Regions from separate parts of the Rattus norvegicus genome. Here all the other regions are linked to region 2. A link is a contact called in public Hi-C data. All regions are on one chromosome and are shown on one strand. The core of a region is the stretch at or near the end of the contact, and the rest is flanking DNA. Distances in the headings are between cores, read along the strand shown.

Region 1 (3,442 bases), core at 301-2,800, 300 kb before region 2:
TGTTTTTTTGTTTTGTTTTGTTTCAAGACAGGTTTCTCTGTGTAACAGCCCTGACTGTTCTGAACTCCATTTGTAGACCAGGCTGGTCTAAAACTCAACTGAAATCCGCCTGTCTCTGCCTTCTGAGTGCTGGGATTAAAGGCGTGTGCTAGCATGCCCGGCCAGTGCGTGTCAAATACAAAGATCACTGGGCTAACATTTTCTTGACAGCTCTCCCCTATAAGAAAAGGATGGAAAAGCTAAGGTTTAGAGGCTGTCAGATGAGCAAGATGTTCTGGGTGCTTCCACACTCTGAGATGTCCTCTCCCAGAGAAACCAGCGATACAGAGAGAGTACAGCAAAAGAGGCACCCAAATGAGAGAGGCCTCCACTTCAGTAAGTTCCAGGCAAAGTCTAACTCTAGTCTTCTAAAAGATTTGGTATGCTCTTCAATTATTTCAACCACTCCTGCCTCTCCCCGCCCAGAAGACAGCCACATGCAAGCAAGCACTGAACAATGTTAAGTATGTTCTATTGAGAACAAGGGAGGGGTTGTCCACTTGTCATACCGTTAGAGAACAGTGCTAGAAAGTCGTTCAATGCTTTAAAAAAATCTTTTTATTGTTTACTTTGTGTGTACTCCGTGGTGTGGTGCAGGTGTGGAGGTCAGAGTACAACTTCTGGAAATTGGTTCTCTCCTGCCACCAAATGGGGATCCCGCTCAGGTTGTCCAGCTTGGGCAAAGCGCCCAACTCAGTGAGCCATCTAGCCAGCCCCTGCTTTTAAAATTGACAGTGTGTCTTTAACCTTGCATATGTGTCCTGTGAACTCAAGCTCTCGATTAAGGGGGTACCGAGATCAAGCAACAGAATTAACTTGTTAATGGTGAAATCAAACGCTTCAGATATTTTTTCAAGAAATAACAATCGTTTACTTCACCCTCGGTGCAAATAAACACAAAGAAAGCTAATCTTTTTTACTGCAAAGGCAAGAAGAAAGAGAAAGCGCCTGGTACCTTATTAAGAGCTCGGCCGGAATTGCAGTCAGACTCATTGTCTGAACGGCCAAATGACCTTGGGTCAGCCATCTCCCGGGGACCGTTTCTAGGTTTGCAAAAAGAGGGTATTGCTCTGGGGATAATACGTGTAAGCTCCTTAAGCACAAACGTTGGGCGAGCAAAGGTGACTTAACCACGCGCCCTCTGCCACCACGTGCACTGGGCACAGCCTCAGGACCCCCAGACCCCTAGAGTGAGCGTGGTTGGGTAGCCCTGGACGTGCAAGTACCCCACTCTCCCCTGGATGCTCAGTTTAAAGCCTCACGACCGCGTGCAGAGTTGGGCGTGGACGCGTGGCCTCACGGTCACAGCCCAGAAGGACACTCACTGACTCGCAGCAGGGCCACGTAGATGAGGAAGTTCCGAATGGAGGAGACCACATCCTCACGCATCTTCCGTTTCATCTCCTCCGGGTCCAACTTCGGCGCGAGACCTTCGATCCGGAACATTGCAGCTCTGCCTCCAAAGCTTGCGAGAGCGGCAGCTTGCTCTGCTCCAGCGGCCGCCTTGCACCCGGAACTCAACCAGGCTCCACTTCCTGTCCCACCCCTTGTTTCCGTCATGCGACGGGAACCTGTGAGGGAAAAACTTCATCCTGTACGCTTGTGTCTGAAGCTAGGAGACCTGAAGGGGGCGGTCGCAGCCTTAAATCTCTGAGCCTTGGGTGGATCTGGACTGTGTTTTGGTTCCCAGCTGGACTGAAACGGAGACTGCCAACTGTAAAATTGTTTTATGCTGCAAAGTAGAGAGGTGTGTGCAAAAATACCATTATAAATAATAATAGCATTTATGAAGTGTCTAAGATAGTGCTTCGTAAAATGCACATTATAATCTGTGTTTTCTAGGTTTGGAATTTAAAAGAGCTTGGTTGGGAATGAAATTCGTTTGCCAAAGCGTTTACTTAGAATGCATGAAGCCCTGGCTAGTACTGTTGTTGTGATAAACACCATCAAGACAATTTAGGAAGGAAAGGGTTTATTGTACCTAAACTGTTACATTATCCAGGGAAGCCAGGGCAGGAGTTCAAGCTGGAACAAACAGGCAGGAACTGAAACGGAGATCAAGCAGAGATGTTGTACTTACTGGCTAGCTTGCCCTGGCCTCATCCAGCTAACTTTCTTTTACTGGTTAGGACCACCTGTGGGGTGGCGCCGTGGGGTGGCGCAGCCTTCAGTGGGCTAAGCCTTCCTCCATCAATTAGTAGTCCACCAACAGGGCCTTCTGGTGGAGGCAATTCCTCAATTAAGGTTTTCTCTTCCTAGGTGTCAAATTGACAAAAACTAGCCTGTGTTCCCAGCACTAGGGTGCTGGAAAGAAGAGGGTCAAGAATTGAAGATCAGGGCAGTGGTAGCACATGCCTTTAATCCCAGCATTTGGGAGGCAGAGGCAGGCAGATCTTTGAGCTCAAGGCCAACTGGGCCTACCAAGTGAGTTCCAGGACAGCCAGGTCTACACAGAAAAACCCTGTCTCAAAACAAACAAACAAACAAACAAACAAACAAGAGCTCAAGGTCACTGGAAACAGTGTCTGAGACCTGTAATCTCAGCCCTCAGGAGACAGAGGCAGAAGAATCCCGGCAAGTTTCAGGGCAGCCTGGGTTACAAAGTAATTACAAGGACAATCTGGACTAAAGACCCTGTCTCAAAAAACAAACGGCCCCAACGCAAACAAACAAACACATACGAAAACCAGAGTTCAAGCTTATCACCCTCAGTTAGTGAGTTCAGACTGCTAGTGCCCCAGACACTGAATTTTTAACATCTCCCACATTTTTTCTGTATACTCATTTTTCTCCAAAAACTGATCCTTAAATATTCTAATGCAGACTTTGAAATGCAGCAAGTATGAGCCCAATTCAAAACTGATCAACACTGGACAAATGAGAGGAAATCAAGTGCACTGTTAGAGTTCTCAGACATGAATCAGACAACTGAATTTTTCACACAATTCAATATCAGAATGCCTTATTTTGAGGACAGACTGTATAGCAACAATGAATTTGGGGTTAAATAAGAATAATACTTTACTATGAGGGTGATTGATAATGTTAGCATAACTACCCACCTTCCTGATTGACAGAGTGCAAGACCCTGGGGTTAGGGTAAAAAACTTCATCTACTTCAAGCTTTAGTAAGCATTTGCATCTATAATTCATACAGTGGACCAGGAGAGGCAGCTGTGGTGTGAGAGGGGCTGACTCCAAGGAAGAGGTCCAGCCTTCATGAGTGCTGCAGACAGAACCTAGAAAGATCACACTTGGCAATGCCTCCCGCTGCGAGCAAAATCAGGGACAAGTCTCTGTTTCGTGCTCTAAAGTCTCTTTTAACTCTGGCAATCTATGCATTTTGAATCCCATTTGTGACACTGAGGGCAGAATAGTTTGGAGTGCATGGACATCAATGTAC
Region 2 (3,093 bases), core at 102-2,601:
GCCCTCTGACCTCCATTCAAGCACCTTGGCATAATTTTTTTTTTTAAATTTTAAAACATGGCATGTTTTTGGCTACTACACTCTCATCACTGACTAAACTCCGATGAACTGGTTTCTATTTAAATTTCTCCTTTGCAATTTACTATAAATGCATTTACCATGACTGCACTAGTTTGCTATAAGCCACCAAACCTATCACAAGGGAGCAAAATCCACTTGGATCCAACAAGGGTCAAACTTCTGTGATGTAAGAAACAGTGTAAATTCTAAATATTCCATGTAACTTTCGGCCCACAGGGATATGCAAAAGCCAGATATGACCTTAGTACAAAGGTCTTTGTCCAAAAACAGGGCAAAGGGTAACTGTAATTCTCAAAAGATGTGAATTCCCACTAGTCAGCAGGTCTGAGTCAGCATTCAAAAACAGGGTTAGGCAGGATTCAAGTGCTAGTTACAGCGTGACTTTACCACTGCAAATATAAAGCTACACCTGTGATGAAAATCCACTAGCTTGGCTCCCTTCTACCTGACAAGGGTGACTAGAGTCAATTCTTGTCAGAAGTGTCTTGTCGCCATAAGGAGAAACACTAACGGTGACTCTGATTTGTTTCTCATGTGCCCTGGACCTAAGTCTTCAAATACTTTCAAAGCAAAGACGCCAGAGGTCCATTTTGGTATGATCACTCCACATACAGTTCATTCTTCTGTTCAACAGACTACAGGTAAAAACAAAACAGAAGGTGGGCACTAGGACCAGCTGGGCAGACTGTAAGGGCCAAAACAAAGGTTAAGCTAAAAGTCGTAAACATGGCTGAGGTGCTGACACCCTCTACCTAAGCTAGATACAACAATCCGCACAGAATGGAACAATTGACGCCCGCCCACCCGCCCGGCTTAGACTGTTTACTGCGCGATGAAACATGGTGTCTCAAAACGAGCATTCTCCAGGCTTCCATCTGCCCACTCCCTGAGGTCCGAGAGGCCCTGGGCGGAATCGCCAGCACCACGAGGTACCACGGACCACCGCGATCCCGCGGGGCGCAGACAAAGGGAACCACGAGCCACGGCGATCCCCTGGGCCTGCAGATTCCGAGCTGTGGGCGCCTCCCTGCCGGAGCGCGCCGCAGCACCACAGGCCCCTGGGCCGGAACCCGGCCGCAGCCGCCGGGCCCAGACGTAATGCGAGCGCAGGACCTGGAACTCGCCAGCCCACGACCCTGCTCTAAGCCTCTCTTCTCTATGGCCAGAAGCTGGAGCACACGGGCCGCCGTTCCCTACCCGACACAGGACTCACCCATGGCCCCCGGCGCCCGCCCGCAGGACGGCCGGCGAGCGAGCCCGCGCCCGCGCAAGCGCAGACAGGTTCGACCCAAGCAGGGCCGGGGCGGGGCGTTGTCGGATCACGTGAACAGGGCACCGCCCTGCTCTGGGTGTGGGTATCGTTGTGGCTTCCCTGTACAGCGTCGGATCTGCTAGTGACTCTTGTCACACCTTTTGCCATGCTCTAAGGGTGCCGCTGGTCCCCCCCACCCCGTCCTTAAGCTGAGGTTATACGGTGGCTTTATTGTACCATAAAACAGCAAACGCGTCCTCTAGCTTGTAGTGAGATCTAAGGCTATAGATGGCGCGTGCGTGAAGGCGCGAAAGCTTCTGATTAGGTGTTCTCAAAGCTTGGTGGAGAGCTCTTTGTCACCGCACTTCACAGGACACCTGTGTGCACATGCGGTCATACAGCTAGCCTCTTTTTCCTTAGATGCTCACACAGTTTGGGGGGTCTTGGAAGAAGCACTAGGCCAGGTCACAATTATAGCCGTGTCATCCCTTGAGTGACTTTTGGCAAGTTATTCCTCTTTTCCGTGCATGGGTTCCCCGGTGTTGTGACATTCGAACAATGGTTCTGATTTGCAGAACCACAGGCGACACATGTCAGTGGACAGAAGGGACAAGGTGAGCAGGCTCTTCAGCAGACTCCCGGATGTGCACGAAGTGTATGCTATTTAGAACTGGGATTAACCTAACATCCCATACCTTCTCTAGGTGGGTGACCCAGCCTGCTCAGTGTTTACAGGCTTCTAACCGTGTCGGAAACCACGCTTCCCCTCCTAGGTCAGCAAACAGGAGAGTCAATCTTGGTGTTGCAAAGCATCCTTAAAGGAAGTTTATCTAGAGATTCATTTAATCAAGTTCCTAAGAGGAAAAAATTTACAAAACATTCATTTTTAAAAGAAAATAGGGGTTGGGGATTTAGCTCAGTGGTAGAGTGCTTGCCTAGGAAGCGCAAGGCCCTGGGTTCGGTCCCCAGCTCCGAAAAAAAGAACCAAAAAAAAAAAAAAGATTTACTCTACTGTTAGCGCATGTGTATAAGTACCCAGAGAGACCAGAAATAGGGCTTCAGGCTCCTTGATCCTCGAATTACTAAAGGCTGTGAACCATCCCATGTGGGTGTCAGACTCAAGTCCTCTACAAGAGCAGTATATGTTCTTAACAACCGAGTGACCAAGCAGCCTCTCCAGCACCCAACCCTCAATTTTTAAAATAGGTTCATGATTTTGTGTTGGGCCACAATGATAGTGTCCTCTGCCACACACACAGTCGTGGCCCCTTGAGGAGGTACCTCCGAGGGAGTTCAGAGTCTGATGGACTCAAGCCTACAAATGTGGGAGTAGGAGAGGCTTTCCCCCTTAGGAAGGAACCAGGGGCAGATTCATAGGTAAGAGGTGTTTGAACTGGACCTCAGGATGAGCGGATGGAATTTGGGCCAGTAACGGAAGTCACCTCAGCAGTGGGAGGGGATAAGACAGTAAATGTCAGAGAGTGGGCCTGTTAGTGTGAACCTCCCCAGTCACAGGCACAAAGGGACAGTTTTTTTGGATCACAGAATGATGACAAGGCCACATTATGGTTTAGAACAAATCGGGCAACAATTGGAGAAAGGGCATTTACCTCAAAATTATGTTTGCCTTGGCTTCTGTGAATTTCTATTCCAATGTATTATTCAAAAAGCAAAGAAACCAGGCGGGTATCCAGTGTGTTCATCAGCATAAATAATTAATTCCAGACTAGAATGGAAAGGTTATATAAAGAGAAGGGAAA
Region 3 (3,569 bases), core at 992-3,491, 430 kb before region 2:
GGCTGATGACAGTAACTGTTAAGCTTTTCTTACTGCCATTTTGAATTAAGTTTCCAGCCCCTGCTGAAGTGGTGGTCCATCTTCTCTGTGGCCAGGTGTCCCCAGGCTCCTGCGTCTGAACCCAGGACCTTGGACTACCCGGTTTCAACCCATTACGCACTGAGCTTCAGGGCTATAAGCCCCTCCTGCCCTCCTCTGCCAGCCCACGCACCAAAGCACCTGTCATTCCCCGTCCTCTCCTGGTGCCCATCTCTGGATCAATCACAATGCTGTCCCTCTGGGAGTTCTCCCAAGCCAGTGCCAAAAACTGCTCTCCCCTGGAGCCCTGTACTCCACTCCTACAACACTTCCTGGGTGGCAGAGAGTGGGGAATAGAGCCAAGGTCGGGGCTTGAGTCCAAAGGCTGCCTCTTATGGCTGTGTGACCTTAAGCAGCTTCTCCCACTCTCCTTAGCTTCTGGTCTGTGGCTTGGGGACACATGGCCACTAGAGAGTTCCCAGGAAAAGTGTTTGGCATCGTCTCCTGAGCTAAGGCCTCCATAAACATTGTCAATGTCCGATGTTCTTTGGATTTAGCCTCTCTGAAGCAGAAGGCAGACCCTTTGGCTGGCCTTGTGTTCTGTTTTCATTCCTTCCAATCTATAGTACCCTCTGAGTGTCAGCTGATGCTTTGCCTTGAGGCAGGGACCCATGGCCCCTGTGGACATGCTTGTCCAGTGCTCACTGTCCTTGCCCAACCTGGATATGTGGAGAGAGTTGAGCAGAGCCCAGCAGACCTGGCCTAGGGGCACAAAAACACCTCCTTGTGTCAATGTTTGACAACTTTCAGGACCTTTCCTTTCCCTGTAGTGACCTAACAACACACATAAGGGTCAGTAGGGGACACATTAATGTATTACTTAGGAAAGGGAGGGTAAGGGTAAAGACTTGGCATGGACCCAGATGCGAACAGAAAGTAGTGCTAGGTACAAGTAATTCTGGCAAGTTCAAGGCCATCTTCTGCTATATTAGTGGGTACCCCAAATGGCCCAGTTGACAACTGTCAACACTGTGTATATTATATACTGGAGTCCTCGTGGGTCTCCATAAAATCAGTGAAGGGTCCACTGTGTTGCCCTTGGGGCCCATCCAGACCAGAGAGCAAGTCACTGAACAGCCTTGGGACTGAAATGAGGCTGCAGAACTCATGGGCAGGCCCCGGGACCCTGAGCAAGCCCTAAACTGTTTTCAGGACCTGCATCACTTGCCGTGAAGTCTGGGCTGGCCTTGAACTTGCAATCCTGCCTCTACATCCTGAATGCTGGGTTATAAGCATAGTCACCATGCCTGGCTCAGTCTCTATTATAAGCACAGTACACATGTCATTGCTCAGCAAGCAGAGGCAAGTACCACTACAATCCCCATTGTACAGATGAGGAAACTGAGGCACACAAAGTTTAATAATTGCACACCATGGTGAAATGAGCATTTAGCCCCAGGCAGCTGAGTACTCCCACCCTCGGGCTAAGCAGCCCCGTTCAGTAGTGAAAACAACCTTCAATGGAAATGTTATCCCCATTATGTGCCTGAAGAAATAGGGGCGGGAGTGCAGATTAGGGCTCGGATGTCATCTCATGGTCAAATAGTTCGAAAGGGTTAGAGCCAAGATCCAGACTCAGTCCCATCTACCTGCAAACCTTGGACTTACCCATGACCCAGCATACCTGGTCCCTGACTCGCTCAGGAACTGTTTCCAGACCGTCAGCAGGTTAAAATATCATCACAATCCAGGGAATCATCCTAAGTGTTAAAGCTATAATGTCGGGATTCAGACCCTCTTGCTTAGCCTCCTGAGAGCACGCAGGTCAGGCTTGGCTTAGAATTCTGTGTGTTTAACCAGAAGCCTCTGTCTGGGATAGTTTGGCTAAGATAGCCCTCACAGGGCTATCAGGGCTTTCTCCTTTCCTCACTCTGACAGCATAGTCAGAGACATATCCATAGCCGCTCACACAGGTGCCCTCTTCAGTATGCCTTTCACTCCAGGCTCTTAGGGATGCTTGACAGTCTCGAGACCTTGTCACTCTTGAAAGCACACACACCCAAGAAGGCTCTTGAAGCCCTACACTCAACCCACACAAATAAAGGGCCTCTTTCCCCGGACACCCAAATCTGCAGAGCGCCAGCCCCAGCCACACTGGATGGATTAGGGTCCGGACTCGGCCCAGCCCCCAGCGCTGGCCCCGCCCCCAACGCCGGCCCCGCCCACACTTCCGTCGCCTTTTGCTAGGCTAGGTTGGTTAATGTTTGCAGCTGCGGGTCTTGTGAAACCCGCGCGACTCATGAAGGTGTTCGTCACTGGCCCTTTGCCGGCCCAGGGCAGGGCTGCGCTCGCCCAGGCCACAGAGTAAGCGCCCGCGTCGGCGTGGGGTCTGCAGCTGAGCCCCTGGCACGCTGTCCAGTCCACCCAACCTCAGACACCCCTGCAGCCGCGCTGGGTAGATCGTGAGTCTCCAGACACACGGCTGGGGCTTCCGGAGCTGTCCCAGGACTGGGGGCTACCTTCCAAGAGCCGGGCGCCTGGCAGGCAGGCTAAGTGGAGCCAGGATCGGGGAGGGTGGCGCTGGCGCTTGGGGGCTTTGCTCAGGAGTTGCCAGCTGTGTCCTCAAGGGGCTGGCTTGGAGTTTGGGGCCGCCTTAGAGAAAATTCTCCGGGTGGCGGCTTGCTCCTGGCTCCAGGATATTGGTCTCCAGCCTTCAGTGAAGTGAGATTGCCTAAGAGGCAAGGTTCAGGCCGTGAATTTTACCCTCTGAGATTAGCTGGCAGGCAGGAGTGTTTAGGGACTATGGCAGCCATTGGCTTGCCTCCTTGGATACTGGATGGGGCCGTTTGCGTTTGATGATTGTGCTCTGAATCTTTGAATGATTGTTTATTGAATCTTATCTGGAGCTGTGAACACAGACTTTCAGTCCTTCCAACACTGTGAAGTCAGCTTTAGAAGTTCTCTATCACCGACTTGAGAACACAGGGCCCCAGGGTCACTGAGCTCCAGGCGGCAGACCTGGCCTTTATGCTCAGTCCTTTCCCACTGCCGGTTTAGCCACTTTGTCTTGACAGCTTTGCATTACGGTGCCAGTTTGGGTGGAGGTGAGAGCACTCAGCAGTCAGTTTTTGTTTGCTTGTTTGTTTGTTTGTTTTCTGTTTTTCAAGACAGGATTTCTCTGTGTTGCACCCTTGCCTGTCCTGAAACTTGCTTTTTGACCAGGCTGCCCTCGAACTTACAGAGATAGGTCTGCCACTGCCTTTAGAGTGCTGGGATTAAATTCTGATGGTTTGGGGAATGTGATTTGTTTTGAAGATTTTCTAGCACAATACAGTTTTTCCTAAGGACTTGTTTTGTTGGTACTTTTGGTCCTGAGGAGCTGAGACGAATGGACCTGGGGACTTGCCAGCCACTGTCCAGTGTCTCCTGTGTACACACACCAGGACCGCTCTGGATTCAGTGGAAGGGTTTGGAGGAGCACCTCACACTTTGGGCTGCTAAGGAAGCACACTCAAGTGCTCCCATGGCCAGGGGAGCCTTCAGCTCTTGTC

The links. A called contact is a pair of places that touch in the nucleus more often than the background predicts.
Region 1: a Hi-C map of Schwann cells shows a contact between it and region 2, with 7 times the contacts expected there. The contact joins the promoter of Tomm5 here to the promoter of Slc25a51 in region 2. A contact is called at or near these places in 5 of 12 Hi-C or Micro-C datasets (Schwann cells, frontal cortex, hepatocytes and 2 more).
Region 3: a contact with region 2 is called in a Hi-C map of kidney, with 4 times the contacts expected there. The contact joins the promoter of Grhpr here to the promoter of Slc25a51 in region 2. A contact is called at or near these places in 3 of 12 Hi-C or Micro-C datasets (kidney and liver).

Annotation. Positions count from the first base shown.
Region 1 is chr5:64,159,307-64,162,748 of GRCr8, forward strand. It overlaps Tomm5 (translocase of outer mitochondrial membrane 5), which reads right to left and starts at 1,551. Exons shown (of 2, transcript NM_001398960.1): 1 at 1,365-1,551. The coding sequence starts at 1,485.
Region 2 is chr5:64,457,653-64,460,745 of GRCr8, forward strand. Slc25a51 (solute carrier family 25, member 51) reads right to left here and starts at 1,352. Exons shown (of 3, transcript NM_001024785.3): 1 at 1,295-1,352.
Region 3 is chr5:64,027,615-64,031,183 of GRCr8, forward strand. It overlaps Grhpr (glyoxylate and hydroxypyruvate reductase), which reads left to right and starts at 2,242. Exons shown (of 9, transcript NM_001113754.1): 1 at 2,242-2,382. The coding sequence starts at 2,279.